Regions from separate parts of the Mus musculus genome. Here all the other regions are linked to region 5. A link is a contact called in public HiCAR-type, HiChIP or PLAC-seq and Micro-C data. All regions are on one chromosome and are shown on one strand. Each heading gives the region's core, a stretch centred on a gene start, on an enhancer-like site or on the middle of the called end of the contact. The rest is flanking DNA. Distances are from core to core; before and after follow the strand shown. Region 1 overlaps Stx18 (syntaxin 18). Region 2 holds the start of Nsg1 (neuron specific gene family member 1). Region 3 holds the start of Zbtb49 (zinc finger and BTB domain containing 49). Region 4 holds the start of Tada2b (transcriptional adaptor 2B). Region 5 holds the start of Crmp1 (collapsin response mediator protein 1).

Region 1 (2,700 bases), core at 15-2,514, 850 kb before region 5:
CATTTTCTTTCTTGTTCCAAGGGCCCTGCCATTTGCACTGATCACCACTGTTCCCATAGCCAGTTGGGAACACGACCTTTGTAGAAGAAAACTAACACATCTCTGGTCACATACTGAGTATACAGATCTCAAGCTCAAGCTCAGCCCTGAGTCCGTACTGGGCACGGTTTCTCGTTACCACAGCTGCTTCCTCATGGTCTGCCTCTTTCCTGTGCAAGCTGCGTTGTCAAATCTCACTATTAAGTCTGATGGGGAAAAGTATGAGCTGCACAGGCATGGTCTATCACACCTCATGCAAGATTTGGTAAAGCGATTCTTCTGATTGGCCTATGACATGCACTGTGGACCAGGATGGCCTCACCCACAGGAACATGCTTGTCTTTCCTCCAAAAATGAAGGATTAAAGGTGTGGCCACCACTCCTACCTCTTCAATTTAGTCCTTCACACTGACTTGTTTTTGGTTTTTTGTTTGTTTGTTTGTTTTTTGGTGTTGTTGTTTTTTCCTATTCAAGAAGTATAGTGAGTATGAAAATTCTCAGTGAGTTAGCTGCACACCTTTCCCCTGTCCACTAGATGGCAGCATGAACCTTAAAGCAGAAGCAATACCAGTTCATCCAAGACTGCCATTTCCCCCCACGGGCTTTTAAACTTTTCTGGTTCTTTCTTTTAGTTGGAATCAAAGGATTCCTTCAAGTTAATTTTTATGCACTGGCTGAAATTTAAAGGACATTGTTTTACACCTACATGTGTACTCTGGATGAATTTGGAAAGTTTTTACAATATGGTATTGGGCACAAAAGGTGTTTAGAGGAACGTGGCTGCCATCTGACAGTGTGGCGGCAGCTCCAGCTTTGTTTATGTGTCATCTACTCAACAGCTTGGCTATCTGCTCCTCTGTGTGTACTTTGCAAATTATCCAAAGCAAGATAAACTAAAAGTAAAGCCCTGTGCCAAATTGTGAGACTCGTCAGAATGGCTGCTCTATTGATGCTGGGCAGTTCAAAGCAGTAGACAGTGTCTTTTTCTGATCACAGCAGTGGTCTGACTTGTAGCCTTCTCCCCTGCTCAAGATGGTAGGAACTGTGTTCTGCAGGCACACACAATACTACCAACAAAGACTTGATAAAGTTCAGAACACTAAGTACCGATCTGCATAATTTGCCTCTGAAAGAAGCAAGCATTGTTCAAGATTAAAGAGACTCCAGTAGGATCCCCTGGCATACTGTAAAAAGTTCTCTTAACACAAAAGCATTATTTATTTTTCATTCAGTCAGTGAACACAGCTTGCCCTGTCAGTTAGGGTACAGCATGACCAGAAGGGCTGGTGCTGTGGTATGAGAGCTTGCCAGCTTCTGATAAACCAGAGTGAGTTTTCACAAGGATTGGTTCCCAGGCTTAACCTGGGAACTACTAACTTCAGTCTTAACAGAAAAGGAAATGACCACAAATGCCTGAGAAATCACAGACTAGCACGCATCTGGAGTGCATGGACCCCACTGAAGTCACAAAAATTAAGAAGGTTGAGAACCACTGCACTAGAGGCTTCTGGGTGGTTCCTTTACAATCCTCACAGCACCTCTCCTTCCCCCAGGCCGTCTCCTGAGCTTTCGCAGCATGGCTACCATTGAGGACTGCCCTCTGCTTGCACTAAGCTGTATAACCTGCTTCCAGAGTTCAGCCCTTGGCTGGACACTTTCCATTTTGGGTAGACTCATTCCAATCACAACTTTATTCACAAGCCTATAAAATATCCACCCAGGCCCACTCTCTCTACGTTCCAGTTGTCTTCTGGACACTTCACTGGTGCATCAAAGGAAGTATGTCCTGGAAGGACACTAGAGCAACCACTCTACTCTACTCTAGCTCACTCACAGTTGTCCCATCACCCTAAAGACTTGATATTCTCTCTCACTTCCTCTCTCTCAAGTCCCAAGCCAGAAAATCACAGGCCTCCATTATGCCCACCAGTTAAACCATACCTGTGAGTTCTGCCTACTCACCTTGCTAAGTATCTGCTATAGAAGCTGGCCCCTTCCTGCACCTCAGTGCCTGGCTCTTAGCAGGCTCCTGATCATACCCTTGTCTTTCCCATCACTGACCACTCAGTTACTGGGTCCACAGAGGCTCTACCTGTGGCACCATGATTCTCCTCTCTCTGTGTCTTCGAAAATCGTCCTGAGGCCAGCTGACTGAATCTGATCCTCATCGGCTGTGTATGTAAAGTGCTGCCAGTCTGGGTCTGTTCTGGACTCCAACTGAGAACCAGCTTGTTCTACTACAGAATGGCTCCCAGAATTCAATGCATCTTCTACGAAACACACAGGAACCATGTACACCAGACATTACTTTTTCTAGTCTCACCCTTGTAATGTAACTTCCCATAGTCTTGAATGGCAGACAGTAGGGCTGGCTGAACACTGAACAAAGATGAGTAGTGTGTTCTGTGGGAGGGCACAGTGACCTAGAGCTCAGGGAACTAGCAGCTGACTTAACAACTTGAAAGGTATGGCTTCCTTCCTATTAGTAAGCTCCTAGCCCCCAAACAAAACAAATAGCCCCCAGAAAACAAACATGCTGTGTTCTTAGTGTGAATGCAAACCAAAAGGACTCACTGATTGATGTACAGCAGAGGCTGAGCAGCCCGGACAGCATCAACAGCACCAGTCTGAAGCAGCACACACTCACACTCTTTCAGGGCC
Region 2 (2,700 bases), core at 61-2,560, 920 kb before region 5:
GTAGGAGCTGAGGCTTTGTCCTTGAAAGGTGGCAGTGTGTCTTGCGCACTTTGTGTTTCTGATGCCCTTCATGGGGTTCAGATACAAGCAAAGAAAACCACACAGAAGTAATGTGCAATCCCCAGGCCAGCAAGTCGCGGCATAACCCTGGCTGTCTAGGGGATAGCCTGATCCTGGGCTGTCTTGGAGGGAGAGGGTGTGATCCTATTGCTCTTGTGAGGATTCTGACTGCAGAGTAGGCTAGTGCCGTGAAAAGGCTGGAGACTGAGATAGAGATAAAGCCTTTCTCTTACACAAACTAGACAGTCTGACTGGTAGGCCCCGTGATGCCTGCAGGCTAGTGCCTGGGTGGTTTCAAACTCCTTTCTCAGCTGCCAAGAGGACAACCTGATGTCAGACAGGTGTCTTCAAGCCCTTCCCTCAGCCTGGAGAAGCCCAGAAAGGCACCCGAGATGAGACTCTGGGCCCTAGTCAGGCTGACCTGACTTGACTCAATGGCATCCGGGACCTTGTCAAGGCCTGGGCAGAGAAACCCGGGCAAACCTCCCCCCACCCCTTTAAAGAAGGGGCCCTCCTGGAGAGTCTGGAATTTGGACCTATATAGGCTGCTGTTGAAGGTTTCTGTTATTCTCCAGGTTTCTCTGGGGAACAGAATGATGGCCGCAGATGATGAGGCGCTGCTCCTCCCGCGCCGGCCCTCAGCCCTACTCCTTTTGTAGCTTCGCTTTCACATCCAAGTAGTCTTCCCTATCCTGCATCCTGCAAACAAGGCCGACTAGAGGTCTGTAAAGTGCAGTGGCCTTCATTAGGGTGGCCGCCTGGGGCACCGGTCAGCCTAGAACCTCATTCTTCCTTTTGGGTCTCTATGCTATCCATGCGGACTGCAGCTGCGGTCGGGAGATTCCCACCTCCCCTTCCGCCTTGACCACTGACAGCTTTGGCTAGTCTGCCTCTTGAGCAGAACTTTGAGCTCTGAACACCTGGCCTCTTGTTCCCACACTCTAGGCATGCATCCCTAGTGGGACAGCACTACCTCACATCCTGCAATCTCCCTCTTTTTATAGGGACCCGCCCTCATTTTCCTTCCCTCTCCCACTTAGCCTCACACTAAGAGCCACCGAGGTGTATCACCTACACTGTCCTCCGAAAATCTTTGTCATCCTTCAGATCTGATTGACAGTGGGCCGGCACCTTGCCTTCATCCACCTTTGGGGCTCCCTGGCTTCCCATTATCTCCTCCTCCCTCCTTCCCTTCCTTCCCCCCAATCTCCCCGCGCTCGGCCGCCGCCCCAGGGTTGCGCAGCCCGCTCGGGTATTCCCTTAGTCGGGCATTGGGAGTCTCAGGTTCTCCTTCCTCCGGTCGGGGAGCGCGCGGGGTCCCCGGGGGACCCCCACTGCAGTCGCGTGCTCCTTTGTGCGACCGATCCGCGCGCGGGCGGCGCTGCGTCAAGGCGGAGGCGCATCCGCGCGGCCCCACGCGCACTCCCGCGCGCGGCCCCCGGGAACGGCAGGAAGGAGGCGGCGCGCGGAGGCGGGAGGCACAGAACCCAATCGCCGATCCCCCGGCCGCGGCGCCGCCTCCGCCATTGCTGTGCGCGGGAGCGGGCGACACTGAGCCTCGGAGCGCGCTTGGAGCCCAGATCTTCCGGAGCCAGGCGTGGGGTGAGTGCGGGTGGCGAACGGGGAGGGCAGAGGAGCATCTCTCAAGCAGAGGGCCGCGGGAGACCTGCAGGAGGCCAGTGCCACCCGACAGGGTACGCGTCCAGAAAGGCTGGGCACGGGTAGCGTCCCCTTACCCGGCCGTGATGCGCCCTGCGGGATGGGAGTCTAGAAATGTTAGTCAATACACAGCCTGAGACTCTGATCTGGCTAGATCGCCGCGTCCCTGCTACCTCTCTGGGGAGATAAGGCGGGGACAGCGACCGCGGAGACAGCGGGTGGGTGTGCGGAGTCCTTCTGGCTGTGCCCCGCCCGGTCGGGCCACGGCTCGCCCTGACCCCCGCGCGGCCCTCCCTCCGCAGGCCGCAGCCTCGTGTCTTTCGCAACCATGGTGAAGTTGGGGAATAATTTCGCAGAGAAGGGCACCAAGCAGCCACTGCTGGAGGATGGCTTCGACACCATTCCTTTGATGACGCCCCTCGATGTCAACCAGCTGCAGTTCCCACCCCCAGATAAGGTATGAGCCCCCCGCGACATTCCCGCGCTGCTGAGTGTGCACCCCTAAATCTTCGGCTGCAACTGAAACAAAAGAAACGCCTTGTGCGCGTGGAGAGGTGGAGGCGGGCTCAGCCAGGAGGAGGAAGGCAGGGAGAGCACAATGTACCCTCGTGATTATGGGTTTGGTGATGCTGGAGACCCCCCTCCCCCGCCTTAGATGACACCTTTGTCTCGGCAAGACTCCTCAGTGGAAGTCCCCCTCTTGATTTGGGGGAGTCTTGTGAGAGCGTTGCTTGTTGGTATGGGGGGTCAGGAGTGATCTTAGGGAGCTAGCTGGTCCTTATGCTTTCCTTGTGCGGGGGTTTCAGCTCCACTTGCCTCACTGGGTGTGTGCTGATTCCTCTTTGTTCCTTTTGTGACATCTCCAGATCTGAGCTCGAGCTTGGCAATGCTAGTGTAACCAGGACCATCTTTATCCTGATGGTATTTTTTTCCCCTGACTTAAAGACTCCTCTCTTAAACACTACATCCAGCGGGGCATCG
Region 3 (2,700 bases), core at 17-2,516, 980 kb before region 5:
GTTTATTAAGCGAGCTGGATAGAGAGCCACAGGGTTCTGTCACCACATCTTGCTTTTTAACCTGGGTTCTGGGCATGGAAATTCATGTCCTCATGCTTGTGTGTCAAGCACTTTACAGACTGGACTATCACTTGTTTAACTCATGTACACACAGAGACAATATTTGCCCTAAAACCAGGCCATCTTAAAGGCCAGGCAGGCAACTGCTCCCTTTAAACTTCAATTTCTCCCCATCTCTGAAATAGGGAGTCGGCCCACTATAACTAGGCACAAGCTCCTTCCAGAATTCCTAGAAATCACAGGTACACTAAAAGATAAAAAAACAGCACATATCTCCACCCTCTTGGGACCCCAGGGGAAGACTATGAGTGGGCCACATGTTTCCACTGAAGCTCAAAGAATCCAAGCCATGCCCCTGCTTCGGTAGAGGCAGTTCAAGTCTCCTCACCACAGCTTCATATGAATAACTTGCAGGTGTTAGGCACTACGGTAGACACTAAACTCTTGACACAATTTGAGCAGGCTTCATATCCCTGGGCTTCGCTGGGCAGAAGCTAGGCTTTCGGGCACATAGACCCCTATCATCTCTCTTACCTCTATCTCCTAGGAGGTAGCTGCTGCAGGAAAAATCCTGACACATGCTGAGCAACCACTATACGCCAAGCCTTTTACCCCTGTAAACTTCACACACACCCTAAATTAGATTCTCTGGTATCCCTTTTGGACAGACGTGGAGCTGGGCACCACTAGGTTAAGTAGCTTGTATCTAGATCGATATTTGGGGGTTCGCGGGCACTTAGGTCTTTGGTCCTCTGAGCTCCAGGAGCCATAAGGTCCTTCCTCCGGACCTAGTTCTCGAGCCTCAGAGAAAAGCCCTCTCCCCATCAGCCAGCAGGTCTATAAGCCCTGTGCGCTGAGGACTAACCGTACCATCTGGCCGGCCCCGAGTGCCGGACTAAAAACCGGGATGCAATATCTCCAGGAACTCAAAAGGCTAGGTTTTGCCCGCGAGCGAGTCCTCAAGGAAGGCAGCCATGCCACCATCGCCCTTCCTCCATGTCCCGGGGCTCCAAGCAGTTCTCACCTGTCAGCCGACCCCGCCAACGGTCTCAACCGGCCGCCGGGAGCACGTGGAGCGGCAGCCACCCAGCGTAGCACCGCCACCGGCTCGCCCAGCCACCCCGCGCAGAACTCAATCCCGGCGGCGCGCGCCAACGCGCGTGCGCGCAGAGGCCACGCCCCTCCCAGACGGAAGTGACGGCGGCGGAAGTTGCCGATGAGCTGCCGAGGGGGCGTTGTCGGAATGGTTCCGAGGCGGTTGGAGTCCTGCAGTTGACACCGAGAGTGCGACGAGAAAGGGTGTCAGGGAGGCGGCCGGGCGAGAGCGGCCTCCGCGGGTAAGGCGGCCCGGGACACTCGACTCCCGTGGGTTGGCGCGGGTAGGGTGCGCGCGGCTTACTCGCAGCGCTGTGTGATGGGGCTCGGCGGAGCACAAAGCTAAGCTCCGGGCACCGGAGCCGGGCCTCCTCCTTCCTGCAGTCACCCTTGCTGCGGTCTGCGCCGCTCTTGGTGTCTGCGTCGCCCCGAGATAGGAGAGGCGCTTATTTCCCCGGGCCCCTAAGCCGCCCCCTGCCTCACTCACCGCGTGATCCTAGGTGCCATGGTGTTCCATCTGTAGGATGCTATTACTGCAGCGCCTACTCCTCGGGACCACGGCAGGTGCTGGGCGCGCCTCTGTGGGAAAGACAGCATCTGGTATACGTTAGTGGGCACTGTTGCTTAAATGACTGAATGAACGTCCAGCAGGCTATGAACAGTATTGTGAGAAACCTCAACCCAGGCGTGGGCGTTTGTTGGTGACAGAGACGTCTCCTGTTTGCTGTGGCTCCTAAAGCAAGGGACAACAGATGAGGTGGTTCAGATGAGAGAGCTTTAGTTTCTCACACTTCTAGAGGACGGCGGGCCATGAATGTGGTGTCATCGGGTTTGCTTGCTTTAGAGGACTGTCCTGGCTTACTGGTGGTCACTCTTGCTGTATCCCCACACAGTCTTCCCTCTGTGCCATCGCAGCTCAGGCATTTCTGCCACAGAACCCATCCGAAGAGGCTCTTTTTAATTTTTAAAATACAGTTGCCTTCTTAAGGGTGTAATTGCTACAGGTATTCAAATTCTGAGGTTCTGGAGAACGCAACGGAATGCATAAAGAGCCCATTAGGTGGTATGCCCTTGTAACACCAGCACTGGGGAGGTGGCGATAGGTGGATTCCTGAAATCAGTGAGCCTCACACCTCAGTAAGAGACCCTTTCTCAAAAAAAAACAAGGTGGACGACTCCTGAGGAACAATGCCTGAGGCTGGCTTCTGGCCTCCACACATATGCACCCTTGTCTACACAAAACATGCACATATATCTGCACATACATTCAGAAAAAGGCATAAAGATAGGCACAGTAGTTAACAACGCCTAAGGACCCCTGTAAAGCTTGATATAAACAGCTTCAGGGCAAACCTCCCACAAATCATCCACCAGTGTTAACTGCCTGACAGAATTACCCCACCAAACTCTGCCGTGGGAGCCTTTTGGTTAAAATTCTGGTGTGGGCTCCTCTTCCCTTCATTTACCTCATCCAAGCTTTTCCCCACCCCCCACTTCTCCTTGCCTTTCTCACCATGGTATTTGCATTGTTTGATGTCTTTCACA
Region 4 (2,700 bases), core at 136-2,635, 760 kb after region 5:
CCCGTACCTCCTGACGGTACCACTCTAAGTCGTCTGCCTCTTGTTTCTTCAGTTCCTCCAGCATGGCCAGATAGCGCAAGTATGCTTGCTCTTTCTCGGGAGATTCGGGTTCAGCGCTCTTGTCCCCAGGTTCCGCCGCTGCTTCCAGCCCCTTCTTGCGTAGGGTCTCGTGAATCTTCTGCTGTAGGTACATGTTGTAGCGCTGATAACGGTTCCGCTCCACTAGCAGGGAGTGGTACTGTTCCACCAGCTCGCCGCGCAGTTGCTGCTCTTGCAGCTTCTGCATGTCCGCTGTCCACTCAAACTCTTCAGTGGACGCCCCTTTTTGTTTCTCCTCTTCCTTGGCCTCTCCAGGGTGAAGTTGCTCTTCTGTGCTTTTGTGTCGTTCTCGATCTGTCCCCTCGATCTCTTCACTGTCTCTCTTCTTCAGTGACTCCCTTGCTTTCTCTTTCGCAGCTTGTGGGCCTGGGGCAGCCCCCTCCTCAACAATTGTGGTCAGCGGTAGAGATGGCCGGAACCGTGACTCCTTCCTCTTCTCCCTCTTCCCCTTGCCCTTCGGCTTCTCTGGCCTGTCCCGTTCCTCTCCCTCATCCTCATCCTCATCCTCATCCTCGTCCTCGTCCTCGTCCTCATCCTCGTCCTCATCCTCGTCTTCGTCTTTGTCCTCTGGTTCCTTGGACTCCGGCTTGGTCTTGGGCTGGGTCTGTGGCAGACTCTCTGGCTCTCGGGACACGGCCTCGCCCGCGGTCTCAGCGGCCCCCGGACTTTCCGGGACCTCAACATGCGCGTAATCGATCCCCTCCGAATCCTTCGCTTTTGAGCTGTCCGACACCGGCTGGGTCTCGCTCTCAGGCTCCCGCCCTTGCGTCGGCTCCGGCTCTGGCTTCGGCTCTGGCTCCTGCTCTACAGGGTTGGCCGGAGTCAGAGGTTCGGAGCTAACCTTGATCTCGAGCGACTGCCTGGCCAGGCCTTCCTCGGCTCGGTCTTTGCCCTCGATGTCCCCGTAGTGGCTGTCCATTTTCGACCCGCCGGCCCCGCTCTGAGGCCGGCTGATGCCTGCTGTTAGGTTTCCCGGGGCAACCAGGGCGCGCGGTGGGCCCCGCGATTGGTCACCCGCCTTCCATTTCTCTCCACCTCCCGGCAATATTAGGCCAATGAAGATCTGCGAACAGGTGAAGGGAGGCGCTAATTGGACGCTGGTTCCCGAGAGGCGTGGCCCGCACGGCCTACTTCCGGTCCGCGCCCCGCCGGCTGACAGGCTTAGGGCGGGGCCTCGCGGCTCCTCCAGTCCATGAGGCCGCGGGAGGCGCCGGCGCGCAGGCGCAGAGCAAAGACTCGGCTGTCCGCGAGAGGGCGCGCGGGGGGCGCCTGCGCGATGCGGCGGGGAGACAGCGGCTGCGGCGGCGGCGGCCGGGCCGGGCCGGAGGGCGCCTGCGTGCTGAGGCGGGACGCGGCCCGCCTGGCCGGCTCCGGCGGCGCCTGGGCGGGGGCGGCCGTGGCAGCGGCCGGCAGCGGCACGGGCGCGGCGGGCGCAGCGAGCCCGGCAGGCGGCGGGGCGCTGACGGCCGGGGGCGCGGCGGCTGCGGGCCGGGCGGCGGGCGAGCGGGGGAAGATGGCGGAGCTGGGTAAGAAGTACTGCGTGTACTGCTTGGCCGAGGTGAGCCCGCTGCGCTTCCGCTGCACAGAGTGCCAGGACATCGAGCTGTGCCCCGAGTGCTTCTCGGCCGGCGCGGAGATCGGCCACCACCGCCGCTACCACGGCTACCAGCTGGTAGACGGCGGACGATTCACACTCTGGGGTCCTGAGGCGGAGGGCGGCTGGACCAGCCGCGAGGAGCAGCTGCTGCTGGACGCCATCGAGCAGTTCGGCTTCGGCAACTGGGTGAGCGGCGGGCTACGGCTAGAAGGGAGGGCATGGCTGGCTGGCTCGGTGTACGTTGCGGAGGGCCGCAGGTGGTCGGATGGTTGTGTCCGGAACGTGTTGGTCACCAGCGGTCACACAGCTGGTAGAGCAGGGCCTTGACCCATTGCCCCGACACGGAGCTGTCTGCCCTTCACACTCGTCCTCAAGAGGTGTGCATTGAACGCGGGTAGAGGGTAGGCCCTGTGCGTTGCCAGGCTTATCCTTGAGTCAGATGGCAGCAAGCTAGATCCCACTGTCCTTTGCTGAGTTCCCCTAGTACGGTTGTGTTCTCCTGGGCATAGTGGTGGGGAAGGCCAGAAGCCTGGGGCTGCCCGTCCCGCCTGCACTTAGTCTGCATTCAGGGCTTCGTGTGCTTTCTGTGGGTGTCAGCATGTGCCCTGTGCTAAGGTTCTCAATGAGTAGCAGTATCTTGTTTAAGTCTTAGTCTCCACAGCACCCAGGACATGGTGTGATGGGTGGACAGTAAAGAATGAACAAAGGCGTGTTCCTGAAGAGGCATGGATCCTGGGGTCTGCTTTCTAGCTGTCAGGTTTCTGTAGAGGTAGCTCACTGGTAGTAAGAGCCTTCATGTGTGCCAGCCAGATAGTGTGCTGGGCTCCTGGTTGTTCTCTGGCTGTCTCTAAGGAGCTCTCCTTTCTATTCCTCACCTATGTTAGGGATGAGATCTGGCTGCATTGTCACCATTGCCTCCAAGAATATGTCACATCTTCAAGCTTTCAGAGAAGCAGGGAGCTCGGCATGACCCTCTCCTGTCCAGACTCTTCCCTGGTATGTTA
Region 5 (2,700 bases), core at 114-2,613:
ACCGAGAATGATGATAAAACTCCATAGCAAGCATTTATTGATCACTCTCGACCTGATTGAACTTAATTCTTGAAATGAGTCCACAGCTCTCTCTCCCCAGCCAGGGAACTTCTGGAGGGTGGGGCCAGGCTGCCGAGCCAGCCCAGCCCAGAGCTCAAGGGACAGCTTCCCAGAGCTGCTCCAACTTCTGTTTCCCAGACACGTGGCTCTGACCTCACCCACCCTGTCCAGGACTCTTCTGTCTGACCATCCGTATTCCCTGGTAAATTCCAACTTAGGGAAGAAAATCTCTAAAGCCCAAGCCCTGGTCATGTCTTTTCCTGAGGTCCCTCCTCACTTTCGGAAGTCGGGGAGTCCATACGCCTGGGTTCAAATCCCGGGTTCGCCTCCAATTTACACATCCAGGAGTGTCCTGGATGATTTCTTACTGCCCAGCATCTGAACCCTTAACCACATCGTCCCCCCAGGGAGGGGCGGGAGCAGCTGTATGAACAGAGTCATTCCGTGAACCTCTCCCAGAGCCAAGTGCAGCCTAAGCGTCCACGATCACTGGGTGAGCGGATAGATAGATGGAAGAAGACAGAGAATGCTCACCTTTTCACAGAACCCCAGAAGGTGAACGAGGCTTAAATTCACCTTACAGGTCCCTTAGCGGCAGCTGCAGCAACTTACTTCCCCTCTCAGAACCTGGCTTGGCTTTCTGAGGCTATGCTGGCCAACCCTGGCCTATCCTACAACCTCTCTGAACCTCTTGTAGGATGATGTGGGGGAGGGGCCGTAGCAGTCCCCCAGAACCTGGTGGCAGCGGGGCCCCCACACTCGCCCTCGCGCCACCCAAGCCCTGGGTCTCCAAGGGCCCCGCCCCCCACGTCCGGCCCACGTGCCCCGAGGGTACCTGGCCATTGTCCCGGCCGAGTGGCAGGTCGCGGGGCGCAGGACATCGGATGCGCAACGCTGGCGGTCTGTCATCGCGATCGCCTGGCGAACTGACAGCAGAGCCCGAGGGCTCGCTCACATCACTGGCCGTGTCTTCGCTGCCGCCGGGGCACGGCAGGCCCACGGCGTCGGGCCGGCCAGCGCTGCGTGGTGTGCGCGCGGAGCCGCGGCGGCCCACGCTGTAGGCGTCGAAGTCGATGGTCTTGTTCTCGTAGGCGCCCTCCACGGCGGCGAACATGCCGCCGTACTTCTGGCGCGGGGTCTGCGCCGCGCTGCCTGGCCGCGCCAGGTACACCGGCAGGTCGTCCTCCGTGTTCCACGCGCGCCGCCGCTCCGCCATCCCCGTCTCCGGCGGTCAGCTCTCGCCACCGCTGGCTCCGCGCTGAGCGCCTCGGTGCGGGCCCGCGGCGGCCCAAGCGCGACTGCGGTCGGGCAAAGAGGGAGGGAGGAAGGGCCGGGGCGTGGCCCGCGAGGGGCGTGGCCGGGGCGGGGCGGAGCCTACGGTGACCAAGACCAGCGCCACTGCCAGCTACAAAGGACCGTGGAGGCGGGGACAGCGGCCGGGGCGGGGAGGATGGTGACGTGCAGTAGCCGCAGCGCGGAGGGCGGGCGGCCGAGCCGCAGTGCCCTCCACGCACCCGGCTCTCCGCCTCTAGAAGGAGCGCAGGGCGCGGGCAGAGACGGGGTGGGGGCGGTGCGCGGGTGCACAACACACATACACACACGCACGTACACACGGTTAAGCTTCACCTCACAAACAAGAGTTGCACAGACATCAGCATGTCTGTACATGGTACATACACCCAAATCAGGTACCTCCGCGCTCCCTCCAGACAGCTAGCACACCATAGATACACACGCACACGCTCACACACGCTCGCGCGCGCACACCAGAGATTCCCTGTCAGGCAACCCCACGCACCACCAAAAATCATACAAAAATTAAATGATCTTAGATGCACAGTCAGAGGCATACACATCCAACTCCCCATTGGCTCACTCGACACTACTACACTGATTGCCTGATAGGATCTGGCACTAGTGTAGGTGCTGGGCACAGGACTAAGAGTAGAATGAAATCCCTGGTGTCAAGGGCCAGCTTCTAAAAGGTATGATAGAGAATGCAGCCTGCAGCACTCAGGAACAGAGGTTCCTATCCCATAGCAAGGAGGTCATGTTAGCATTACACTCCCAGACACTTGTCACTGAACCAATGACTCACACTCGTGCTGGATACACAGCCCAACAACATCTCAGGGTAAAGAATTTCCACACCACTACCAAAAGCAACCTCACAAAGGCTCCTTCACACACAGGCCTGTAGACTGCTGATAGGGAATTCGTGCACATCCCTACCAGACACGAGGGAAGGAAGAACTCTTGAACAGAACACTTAGGAAACAAATATGCAGGGATAGACACACAGGCAGTAGGCAATGACCCAGACGATAGCCTCCATCTATGGGCAGCTCCCACATCCTGAATACAGCCCACTCCAACTATGCCTGGAGCTTAATGTCTAGACTTGAGGGGCTTCTTTAACCAGGAAGAAGTATGGAGACTTGGGATCCCCTCATTTATTTATGACTTTCTAGCATAGGGGTTATGAGATTCCCTGGGGACCCAGGAATCTCAGCTGTGCTCTCTGGATGGAAGGCTCACAAGCTGCCAGCCCCCTAGGCAGACAAGTCCAAACTGGCAATCAGGATTGCTGGGGAACAGTAGGAAGCCGATTCAGCATCTGTCCCTTCAGTTAGCTTCCCC

Evidence for each region. Hi-C and Micro-C count contacts between places; a contact is called where the count stands out from the background. HiCAR-type assays count read pairs that join an accessible place to other places. HiChIP or PLAC-seq counts read pairs in DNA pulled down with a chosen protein or histone mark.
Region 1: an H3K4me3 HiChIP or PLAC-seq map of forebrain shows a contact between it and region 5, with 4 times the contacts expected there. The contact joins the enhancer-like site here to the promoter of Crmp1 in region 5. A contact is called at or near these places in 1 of 39 promoter capture datasets (cranial neural crest), 5 of 115 datasets of contacts at active chromatin or transcription factors (astrocytes, embryonic basal ganglia, embryonic stem cells and 2 more) and 1 of 9 other capture datasets (embryonic stem cells).
Region 2: an H3K4me3 HiChIP or PLAC-seq map of forebrain shows a contact between it and region 5, with 4 times the contacts expected there. The contact joins the promoter of Nsg1 here to the promoter of Crmp1 in region 5. A contact is called at or near these places in 7 of 39 promoter capture datasets (cranial neural crest, embryonic stem cells, frontonasal cranial neural crest and 3 more), 2 of 484 Hi-C or Micro-C datasets (cortical neurons and embryonic stem cells), 10 of 115 datasets of contacts at active chromatin or transcription factors (astrocytes, craniofacial prominence, embryonic forebrain and 5 more) and 1 of 9 other capture datasets (embryonic stem cells).
Region 3: a contact with region 5 is called in a HiCAR-type map of embryonic stem cells, with 4 times the contacts expected there. The contact joins the promoter of Zbtb49 here to the promoter of Crmp1 in region 5. A contact is called at or near these places in 5 of 39 promoter capture datasets (the SN4741 cell line, embryonic stem cells, frontonasal cranial neural crest and 1 more) and 5 of 115 datasets of contacts at active chromatin or transcription factors (astrocytes, embryonic forebrain, embryonic stem cells and 1 more).
Region 4: a contact with region 5 is called in a Micro-C map of embryonic stem cells, with 3 times the contacts expected there. The contact joins the promoter of Tada2b here to the promoter of Crmp1 in region 5. A contact is called at or near these places in 1 of 39 promoter capture datasets (hippocampal neurons) and 2 of 484 Hi-C or Micro-C datasets (both in embryonic stem cells).

Annotation. Positions count from the first base shown.
Region 1 is chr5:38,089,100-38,091,799 of GRCm38.p6, reverse strand. All of the region lies in intron 1 of Stx18 (syntaxin 18), which reads right to left. Among named protein-coding and RNA genes, the nearest start is that of Stx18, 51 kb to the right of the region's middle. Within about 2 kb of position 1,264, at least 13 of the 459 cell types and tissues checked have an H3K27ac peak or open chromatin away from gene starts, as enhancers often do. A contact at or near this core is called in forebrain, where this site is marked.
Region 2 is chr5:38,158,353-38,161,052 of GRCm38.p6, reverse strand. Nsg1 (neuron specific gene family member 1) reads left to right here and starts at 1,310. Exons shown (of 5, transcript NM_010942.4): 1 at 1,310-1,662; 2 at 2,022-2,176. The coding sequence starts at 2,048.
Region 3 is chr5:38,219,020-38,221,719 of GRCm38.p6, reverse strand. It overlaps Zbtb49 (zinc finger and BTB domain containing 49), which reads left to right and starts at 1,266. Exons shown (of 8, transcript NM_029162.3): 1 at 1,266-1,397. Lyar (Ly1 antibody reactive clone) reads right to left here and starts at 1,238. Exons shown (of 9, transcript NM_025281.3): 1 at 1,085-1,238.
Region 4 is chr5:36,482,970-36,485,669 of GRCm38.p6, reverse strand. Tada2b (transcriptional adaptor 2B) reads left to right here and starts at 1,385. Exons shown (of 2, transcript NM_001170454.1): 1 at 1,385-1,882. The coding sequence starts at 1,613. It overlaps Ccdc96 (coiled-coil domain containing 96), which reads right to left and starts at 1,082. Exons shown (of 1, transcript NM_025725.3): 1 at 1-1,082. The coding sequence starts at 1,018.
Region 5 is chr5:37,240,721-37,243,420 of GRCm38.p6, reverse strand. Crmp1 (collapsin response mediator protein 1) reads right to left here and starts at 1,363. Exons shown (of 14, transcript NM_001136058.2): 1 at 896-1,363. The coding sequence starts at 1,276.